Linked DNA regions of Sus scrofa: region 1 is linked to region 2. The links are chromatin contacts, called in public Hi-C maps. All regions are on one chromosome and are shown on one strand. The core of a region is the stretch at or near the end of the contact, and the rest is flanking DNA. Distances in the headings are between cores, read along the strand shown.

What was found. A called contact is a pair of places that touch in the nucleus more often than the background predicts.
Region 1: a contact with region 2 is called in a Hi-C map of skeletal muscle, with 2.1 times the contacts expected there. The contact joins the promoter of KCNS3 here to the enhancer-like site in region 2. A contact is called at or near these places in 1 of 5 promoter capture datasets (liver), 3 of 47 Hi-C or Micro-C datasets (epiblast stem cells and skeletal muscle) and 1 of 2 datasets of contacts at active chromatin or transcription factors (skeletal muscle).

What each region holds. Positions count from the first base shown.
Region 1 is chr3:119,985,357-119,990,588 of Sscrofa11.1, reverse strand. It overlaps KCNS3 (potassium voltage-gated channel modifier subfamily S member 3), which reads left to right and starts at 2,037. Exons shown (of 4, transcript NM_001044596.1): 1 at 2,037-2,155.
Region 2 is chr3:119,902,170-119,907,593 of Sscrofa11.1, reverse strand. No RefSeq gene overlaps it. Among named protein-coding and RNA genes, the nearest start is that of KCNS3, 84 kb to the left of the region's middle. Within about 2 kb of position 1,268, at least 15 of the 83 cell types and tissues checked have an H3K27ac peak or open chromatin away from gene starts, as enhancers often do. A contact at or near this core is called in liver and skeletal muscle, where this site is marked.

The DNA of each region.
Region 1 (5,232 bases), core at 788-3,287, 82 kb before region 2:
GAGAGAAACTTTTCTTCTTAATGAAGAAACCAGGGCTGAAAAGCTAAGTGTCTCAATCTCAAGGCTTCTACAGGACACAGCAGGATGAGAACCCAGTCTGTCTGACTTCGAATTCTGTGCCCCTTCCCCACCCCTCCCCCAAGTATGCCTAGAGTGGAACCTGTCCTTTCTGTCCCCACCTTTTATAGATGCCAAGTTGGGGCCCTTCCTGAGCTAACCCCCCCCATATGCCTTTTCTCCCAGTTCACATGTGCCATCCAGAACCCATAAGAAGGACCTCATTCCAGACTCTTCTGCACTGCAGATGGCTCCTGCAGTGCTTAGAGATTCCCGACATAGTTCATTGTCGAGTAAACAATGCTGGACTTTTTGGATAAACTTGGTGATTTGAAAATGATTAAAGGGCTAACTGCTGGGAGAGATCTGAAGGCATTCTACCCAGATGCTGATGCATGTAAACATATTTTTAGACTAATGTTAGGTTTTATGCTAAAAATGAAGAATAATCTATGAACATTTACCTTTTTTCAGCCATCTGCTAACAGCAGTGTAGACAAATGTGTTGGATCCTCTTCCACAAGAGAGGGGGCAGGTTTGGGGAAGCCAAAGAACCAGTAGATCAGAGAACAAAACATCTGCTCTCCAGTCACCTGCATCCCACCTCACCTTCCATAGGACAAAGAAAATGCTGTAGGCTGAGGTGAGGAAAGGTGGGCTTTCATTCCTCCTCTGCCATTCCTGTTCACTATTCTCATCTCCTCTAGCCAAGCCTGTGTAGTGCAGGTTTCACCTCCTTCTGGAAGCCTACAGATACAGTGGGAACGCTGTGGGTTTTGATCAAACAAAAACGATAAGAGAACGCAAAGGTACTCTGGGGTACTTTGATGAGGTCAGAGAAAGTGCCTTTCACTTTCCACACACCCCTCTGCCCCCATCGCCTCCTGTGTGCCTGGCTCAGGGCCTGGAACTCAACTTGGTGTGGACCAGCTAGGCGCAGGTCTGGGGCCGGTGATCAGCGGGTGCCGGGTTGCGGGCAGCTGGCGGATTGCGTGATGTGGGGCGGGAACCCAAGGAACACTGAGCGCCTACATCTTAGAGCAGCTGGCTCTGAGGAATTATTGCAAGTCTGCACAACTTAAAAATCTGCAGTTTGGGGGCGGGAGGGGGAGCGCGGGGGTGGGTCCCCGAGCGTCCCATTTCTCCTCGGGGCGGTTCACTGAGCGTTCTCCCTCACTGCAGAGGGGCGGGCGATGCCTTCTGGACCACACGCCTCTTTCGCTGAGGTCCTGGTTTGCCGTCCGACCGTGGCCGCAGGCGTCTTCCTCTGGTAGAAGGGGACTCCGCTTGTCCTCCTTTCCGCTCGGTGCATGGTTCACCCCTTAGGACTTGGTGAGTTGAGGAACGGAGCGTGCAAATCAATCTGGTTCTGTAGGCTGCGTGAGTCTTCAGGCAGCGGGGCTGGAGGTAAACAGGCAGGACCAGGGGATGTTTCCTCCTTTGCACTTTGTTTTAAAACAAGTTGGGGGCCTCGATACTTCCTAAGAAAATCCCGGCAAATTCTTAGTGTTGCTTGGGCCGAGAGGCGGTTGCGGGAGCCGCCGGGGCAGCAGAGGGGGTCGTCCGTGTCCCACAGGGTCAAGGTGGCCCCAGCCCGGCAGGGCGCGCAGGTAGGAGGCGTGGGGCGCGCTCCGGCTCCCACCCGGACCCGGCGTGCAGCTCCAGGAGTGACTGTGCACTTGGGTCTAGGCGGGGGCGCGCGCCTGGCGGGGACGCCTCTCTGTTCGTCCAGGGTCCGCCTGTCGCGCGGCCTGAGCCCGGCAGCCAGCGACCGCCGGCGGCGGAGCGCCGCGCCCTCAGCCCGGGGACCTAGGACTGCGAGCCCGAAGCCAGGCGGCAGGCGAGGCTGGGACCAATAGGGCGGCGGCCCAGCGGCCGGCCCCGCCCCGCCCCGCCCCGCCCCGCCCCGCCCGCCGCGGCTCCGGGGCGCCAAGCTCCTGCCGGGCGGGACGGACCGATTGACCGACGCGGGGCACTCGGCTCTCCTTGCCGCCGCCGCTGCGGCGGGCGCGGGACCGCGCGGAGACGCCAGATCCCTGCGGCGCGGGCCGGCGGCGTCCCAGAGCCGAGGCAGCCAGAGGTCCTCGGACTCCTGCAGGTACCTACTTGTGTCCCCACCTCTCCGTGCGCTCCGCAGACTTCTCCATACGACCCGGTAACTTTCCCTACCTTTTGCTGCCCTGCCCTGTCGTGGCCTTGGTTACGGGTTCACGACCCGGCAGATCTACATCCGCAGGGGACTTTGCATCCTGCTGGGCGCCTGTCTCCAACGCTCTCCATCCTCCGGTCCCTAGAGCCGGTCGTCGCTGGAACCCTAAGGATCTGCCTGTTGCGCGAGTTGCCGGCAGCCGAGGGAGTGTCTGGGTCCTTCGGAAAGCCGCAGGGACGCTGTTTAGAGTCCGCTTTTGGGTGCGGGGTGGAGGACAGATGGAGGCGGGAGAATCGAGGAGCCGGGGGAAGGCGGCACTCCGCGGAGGGGCATCCCTGGGGCGTTTCCTTAGCCGGGAAGCCGTTCCTTCTCTTCCTCGAGAGGAGGCGCTTTCCTGACAAATGTAAGTGCTTCCCAGGCCGCCCGCTCCGCCTTCTTCCTTGTCATCCTCCCCTCCCCTTTGCCCTGCAGAGGTGCAAAGCGCCCCGCGACAGTTGCGGGGAAGAGCGCATCCAGGACCGGTGCTCTGGTGCCGCGCTGCGCCTAGGGACTGCCGGTGCGCCCCGGGTGGAAGTGGCTTGGAGCTTGCAGGGCCCTTGTTGAGTCGTACGCAGACCGTGCGTTTGGATCAGTGGTACTGATGGGAGTGGGTGCCCTGGGGTCGGGAACTTCCGTTTCCCGCACCCCTCTGGGTGGCTGCCCGACTTCTTGAGGTGAATTGGCTGGCGAGCGAGCCAGACCTGCCGGCAGGGGCCGCGGCGGGCCGGGCTGCGAGCCTTTCGCATTGCAGAGATCATTCTGATGCCCCCCCATCCCGCGCCCCCCCCGCCGCCCCTGCGCGCTCTTCCCCTGCTCTGCCTCTTGTGTCTTTGGGAAAGGAGCACCTTTTGCGCCCTTGATGTCTCCAGCGTCTGTACTGGGACACAGAACAGAGAGCCTAACTCAGACAGCCCAGGACCCGGGTGGAGGGCTGCAAAGGACCACCTCCTCCTGCCAGAAGGACCCAGGGGCCCTGGTTTGATGCTGCGGCGTGGTTGGGGGGCGGGGTGGTGTTTCTCTTCGTCCTCCGGGTAGAGTAGCTGCTAGGTTTTGATCTTTCATTTCATCTCCGAGTGCAGGGCAGGTGAGGAAAACAAGATCAGGAACCTTCCCGTCCCTTTTCATGTATTTGCTTAAGTGATTTGCGTAAGCATTCACTTAGAACTGTATAAGTTACACCTAGTTGCTCCCCTTTGTGGACTACTTGCAAATACTTGCCCAGGTAAACAGGAAGTAAGCATTTTCCTGAGCACCTGCCTCTCTTGCTAAAGGCAGATGCCTTAGCGCTCTTCTCCCCAGTACTCTCAGCATTTCAGGCTGAGAGAGGGTGGCATTGATTCTGTGGATGAACTTGGTGTTCAGGGTAGTTCTCACTCTTTACTGGGTTGTAAGCTGCTTGAGGACAGGGATTCATCCAGTATGTGTCTACAACCCGCCCATGGTGCCTGGGGCCAGGCCTTGGTCACAGCACAGGATGAAGTTTCAGTTGATCTTTTTTTTTTTTTTTTTGTCTCACCGAATTCCACCCTTCTCGGGTTCTAGTATTGTTAGTCATTTCAGAACTAGGAATTGTCAGTACTGGGGTAGGGAGAGATGATACTGAATACTCAAGAACGCTGAATCCAGAGCATGTGAGTATTCTAAGGAGACTTGCGGAATCAGTCTTGTCTCTGAGCCATTATTACCTGGAAAATCAGCCTGAATAGAGAAAGCCATTAATGAATGCAGCAAAGCTAAGATTTTGCTGGTCAAGTGTATGAGAGCAAATTGGGAAGTTGGAAGCAATCTTTGTTCTGTTCAGAAATATTAAAATATTAAAAATCCAATGCTCTGACACTTAAGTTGGCCGGCAAAGCACCAGCTAAGGTTTTTCTTCGTCCATATTATTATTATTATTTAAGAAAGTAGGGGAAGGGTGGGCACTCCAGTCCCCTCCTCCTTATTCAGTGAATTTTGCCTTTCACTGTTATCCTTCACAGACTCTGCATCTTTCTATTGTACCAGAGAGCTCCATCTGCCCTGTGTCTGGCATTTGGGGCTGTCAGCTCTGAGAGAGCAGGCACCACGGGGTTTTCCTCCTCCTCCTCTGCTTCCACTTTTTTTTTTTTCCCCCACAGATAACATTTCTTGGCCGCCTACCATATGCCAGCTACTCTGCTCGGCCCTTTTCCAGGCATTATCTCATTTAATCCTTAGAACACCCGCATTAGGAAGTGAGGCTTCCCTTCTTTGTGTCAGTGTTGCTATGAGAGCCAGCAGGGAACAGAGCCCCTGCAGGATATTCTGAGCCTGATCAGAGACCACTGGATGGGGCTGGGCCTGAGGCCTCACTGGCAGGCCAGGACGGCTCTCCAGGGTAGGCTGAGGCATAGGGGGAGGAGAGCATGCTTATTGCCTCTGCTTATCAGGTGTCAGGAAGGTAGATCCCCTGGGTGTCACTTGTATGTAAAATCCGTGAGGGGGCATCATAGAGAACAGACTAGGACCAGGATCCTGGGCTCCAGCCCTGATTTCTACCTGCTTATGGCTCCTTGTCTTGATATAAGTCACTTGGCCTCTCCGAACCTTGGTCTATTTAGCTTCCAGGATCTAGATGCCTAATATTGTTGTTACCCTGTATGGGCTGAAAGCTCTCCATGTATTAACTCATTTCATCCTGGTGATGACCTTGGGAGGTAGGCTCTTTTATTACCTTATTTTATTTTATTTTCCTGACTTAAAATGACAGAAAAATATTCTCTCACAGTTCTGGAGGTTAGAAGTCCCCAAACAAGGTAGCCCACAGGGCTACCATCCCTCTAAAGGCTCTGTGGGCAATCTGGTCTTTGCCTGATCTAGCTTTTGGTAGCTCTAGGTATTCCTTGGCTTATTGCCACACTACTCTGATCTCTGCTTCCATGAATTACTCTATTGTAGAGGAGAGAAAAAGAGACCAGTGAGTATTTTGTGCAAAGTCACAAACGAGGACCATAACAAGGACGATTCTA
Region 2 (5,424 bases), core at 19-2,518:
AGGTTCATTTCTCACCCAGAGTCTGGCAGCTCTCTAGGACAGATCACCCACCCCCCTTTATTAATTAAAGTAGAGCTTCTTAGGACATTTTCCTGTTAAATGTCTCCCTTTCCCTTTCTCTCTCTCTTTTCTTTTTGTCTCTTTAGGGCTGCGCCTGTGGCATATGGGGTTGAAACGGAGCTGCAGGTGCCGGCCATAGCCACAGGCAGCAATGTGGGATCCCAGCAACATCTTCCAACTACACCATAGCTCACGGCAATGCCAGATCCTTAACCCACTGAGCAAGGCCAGGGATGGAACCCTAGTCCTTGCGGATACTAGTCGGGCTTGATACTGCTGAGCCACAGCGGGAACCTCAGGACAGTTCCCTTTTACACAGTGACTTAAAGATCTCAGTTTCTTGCATCTTGCTTTGGCACCATGTGAAAAACATGGCTTCCAGATCAGCTGACAGAGGAAAAGTGAGCCGGAGGGCTGTGCACTCTTAAATGCTCTAGCTTATGGAGTTCCTGTCGTGGCGCAGTGGTTAACGAATCCGACTAGGAACCATGAGGTTGTGGGTTCGGTCCCTGCCCTTGCTCAGTGGGTTAATGATCCGGCGTTGCCGTGAGCTGTGCTGTAGGCTGCAGACGCGGCTTGGATCCCGAGTTGCTGTGGCTCTGGTGTAGGCCGGTGGCTACAGCTCCGATTCAACCCCTAGCCTGGGAACCTCCATATGCCGCAGGAGCGGCCCAAAGAAATAGCAAAAAGACAAAAAAAAAAAAAAAAAAAAAAATTAAAATAAATAAATAAATAAATAAATGCTCTAGCTTAGAAAAGAAACACATCACTTCTGCTCAGTGCCTATTGGCCAGAACTAGTTACTGTTACCTGGACTTCTCCAACTGCAAGGGCCTTGGAAATTTAGAAAAGCACATAGGCTTTGGTAAGTAATAAAAACCTCTGTCAGGATGGAATCAGGCAAGTAAGAGATCAGAAGATTTTCATCTTTTTTTTTTTCCCTAAAAAAAATCTTGCAATAAGCTGACTTTGCACAGTGGAATGTTCCTTGTGGCTTAACAAGACATAAACAGCGCTATTGGTGGGTCTAGGAAATATATGCAGTGAGGCTTTAGGCTCTTGAGAACTTTGCCAGACCCAGTGGCTGCTCTGAGCTTAGGGCACACGAGTAGTCTCACTGAGTAATAAAAGGTGGGGTGGACGTGATTGGGCTGACCCCCAGTTGGCTGACTATTCAGTTCAGACAGAGCTAAAGAAAAACAGTTGCTCAGCGGCCTTTCAACTCTGCTCCTTTCCTGTTATTTCTTCAGCCATTTATAGCCTAGTGTCTGGATAGAGCTGGGCCAAAGTTTGGCAGGATTTGAGGCAGATAAATCATTTGCAGACCAGCAAGGGCCTCACAGCTTTACTTGGAAAGGGAAAATTGGGAGCTTGTACTGGGCTGGTATACCAACCTGTCCTTTTACTGGCCAAGAGCGCTTTCATTTTCACCCCCACGGAGGCCAAGCACAATTGACTTAATGTTTTCTGCTCTTGTGTAGGATCACCTACTAAAAGAGGGCTTTATTTCTTACTTTTAAGTAAAGTCAGAGACTTTAAGTTACACCTGAGAAAAAAGAGGGACAAAAATTAACTGTACATCATTCCCTCTTTCTCCTCCAATTTTTCTCAGCCCCACATCTAATCAGTTATCAGATGATCTTAACTATGCCTTCTGATGATCTCTACAATATATTTTATACCCCAAACCTGATTGCCTTTGCCTTAGGTTAAGGCTCTTCTCTATCCCATCCAGAATATTTTAGTAGCATCCTAACTGGTCTTGCTACCCTCAGTCTTAATTTAACTGGTTTGGTTTTTATCCTTCTGACAGAGTAATATGTCAAACCCAAATATAACCCTATCACAAACACACGTAACATTTTTTTTTCCAATGGCTTTTGATTATCTGTGGAATAAATTTCCATTCCTCCTATTTTAGTGCATACAGCTTGTCATGATGTGGCTGCTGGTTTTCCTCTACGGTCTCTCATCTCCATACTCCTAGCACGGGGGGGATAACTGGTGGGTACCAGATTGTCTTATGCCCATTCGTGCCTCTGCTTCTTCCCATATGTTGCTACCCAGAATGCTGCTGTCTTATTTCTTCATCTTGCAAACTCTTTAATCGTTCAGGATTCAGCCCACACATCATTTTCCCTAGGGAAAATTTCTAGATCCCCTCAGTTAGGCTAGCCAGCCTACATTTGGATTCTGGCAGCATTTATTGCACTCCATTATAATATATAATGTACTCAGAATCCACGTAGATTCTGAATAGCCATCTTGAAGGCAGAAACCGTATCTTACTTAACTTTGTCTCTGTTATGTGTGACTCTGTTTTTGAACACCCCATTCTGTTCTGTTGATCTTTATGTCTACATTTATGCCAACATCACACTGTCTTCAAAATTGTAGCTTTATAATAAGTCTTGAAATAAAATAGGGTAAGAATCACAACTTAGTTCTTATTTTCAAGTTGATATGGACACGTATAACCTTCATATTATTCCATACACTGAGAATCAGCTTGTCAACTTTAACAAACAAAACATCCTTGATATATATATATATTTTTTTTTCTTCTTTTTTTTTAGGGCTGTACCCATGGCTATAGAAGTCCCAGGCTAGGGGTTGAATCAGAGCTGCAGTTGCTGGCCACAGCAATGCCATATTCAAGCTGTGTCTGTGATCTACACCATAGCTCACGGCAACTCTGGGTCCTTAACCCACTGAGTGGGGCCAGGGATGGAACTTGCATCCTCATAGATACTAGCTGGGTTTGTTACTGCTGAGCCACAATGAGAACTCTACCTCCTTCATATTTTGATTGGGATTGTATCAACCTCAAGATAGATCAGGTAGGGGAGAATTAACATCTTAAGAATATTGAGTCTTCTGACCCAGAAATGTGTTATATCTCTCCAGTTATTTAGGCCATTTTTCATTCCTTCAGTAATATTTTGTAGTCAACAGTGTACCGGTCTTACACTTCTTTTGTCACTTAAAGAAAACTGACATGCAGAAACTCAAATTTAGGAAATATAAATTGGGAAGGGATTCTTTGCTCTTTGGATGGACTCAACAGAAGGCTTCTTAAATATCCCCAAATCTGCATTGGAAAAAAAATACACCACAGGGTAGGTACTCAAAAACACTGCTGATAACTCAATATCTGCTGTGATATAAAGAATTTGTATTCATAAGCAAATTCAAAGACTAGGGGGAGTAAATGATTCCTGTACTCTTTCACCTTACTCTTCAGTGGTGTTTGTTTGGGTTACTTGCAGGTTAAAAAAAAAACTTTCATTTTTTTAAACCCAGGATTCTGCATCAGGCAGACTCAGCATCTGGGAGAGCAAGGATGGATTTGGTCTCAGTGACTGGGGCCTGGGCTTTCCTGGGCCCATGAGTTCCCATCAGCCTGATGGCTCTTAGGAAAGACTCCCCCCACCCCCCACGCACATGCACATGCACACGCACTTGCACACGCACATACACAGCCAGATTGTATGCATGTGGGATGAGGGCTGGCTCCATGAGTCAGGCATAATTCACAGGTAACTATAGAAATCAAAGAGTCTTAAGGCTAGACTGAAAAAATGCATTTGGGGACGATCCTAGCCAAGGTTACGCCAAGACCTATCAGATGATGGGAAGTTCATTGTCATGCTCACATTCATCTGCATCTATTCAGAATTGAACCTTCCTAAAGTTCCTTACAGAGTTCCCGTCGTGGCGCAGCAGAAACAAATCCAACTAGGAACCATGAGATGGTGGGTTTGATCCCATACATGTTGTTCTGTGTATAACTAGTTTGCTCATTTTTACTGCTGAGTAGTATTTCATTGTGTGGATGGACCATACTTAATCAATTCCTTAGTTGAAATACACTAGTGGATTATATATGAACCCAGTCAGATTTTGGTGATTACAAGAAAGACACCATAAACACTCACATGCATGTTTTTGCATGAACTCAGGTCTTCATTTCACTTGAGTAAACACCTAGGAGCGGACTGCTGTGTCGTACAGTAAATGAATATTTCACACTATAGAAAACCTGCCCAGTCAGCACCCAGGTCTTAATTTCTAATACGATTTGTCTGTGAAAGGAACCAAGACTCTTGAAAAATGGCTTATTCTAGGACTGGAAAAGGAAATGTATAATATTATACATGACCTTGAAGCATCTTGTAGAACATCCCCCCCAAAAAACCCCACCAAAAATGTCACATTAATGTGAGTACATGTAAGGAGCACAGGAACAGCTGAAAGTCCTCTCAATGGCCAAAGCTGGAAAAATTTGAGCAAAGAAGTAAATAAAGTTGTATTGGATTATTACCCAAAGTATAAAAGAAATATTCATATACATATGAGTAATGATTGAATAAATTAATAAATGAAGGAAAACAGACAAATCTCCAAAGCAGAAGGATTTCAAATAAACTATGTAGATTTTTCACGTTAAAGGAGAGGAACATAATTCCCACTCCTTAAATGTGGGCTACACGTAGTGATTTCCTTCAAGGTGTACAGTATGGAAAAGGGAGAAGAGGGCAAAAAGAATGACTTTAAACTTGAAAAACAACACAATGCTCTCTCAGACAAATGATCGAGGTCAATGGCAACAGTCAAAAATCATGTTAATTGTATACTCTTGATATGATCTGGTGAAAATGGAGCTTTACCTCTGGTTGTACCCCCTCAAAAAAAAAAAAAATCCATTACCCTAGTCTAATCATGAGAAAAACACCTGACATTTTCCAATAGAGAGGCATCCTACAAATCACCTTACTTGTCCTCAAAACTGTCAAGGTCATAAAAACAAGGCAAGTTTGAGAAACTGGCATAGCCAAGAAAAGCCTTGAAGGACATGATGATTATATATCCTGTGGCACCCTAGAAGGAACCTGGGACAGAAAAACACATCATATGAAGAAAAAAAAAAGAAATATGAACAAACTTCAATTGATAATCATCTAACCATACTGATTCATTAGTTGTAACAAATGTACCATATTAATGTAAGATGTTAATAACAGGGGAAACTGTAGCCACAGATGGGAACACTGTCTTGTCTGCTCAATTTCTCTGTAAACCTAAAACCCTCCTAAAAAATAAAATCTTTCCATTAAAAACCCTACCCAACTACTTTAGAAAATGGCTGTATCATTTTGCATCCCCGCCATCGGTGTATGAATGTTTCAGTAGCTCCGTATCCTCATTAACACGTGTTATGGTCGGTTTATCTTAATCCTAGTAATAGGAATCCTATATCTCCTCTGTAAAGTTTTTGCTCAAATAATTTGCCCATTTATTTATTTATTTATTTATTTATTTATTTATTTATTTTTTTGTCTTTGTTGTTGTTGTTGTAGCTAT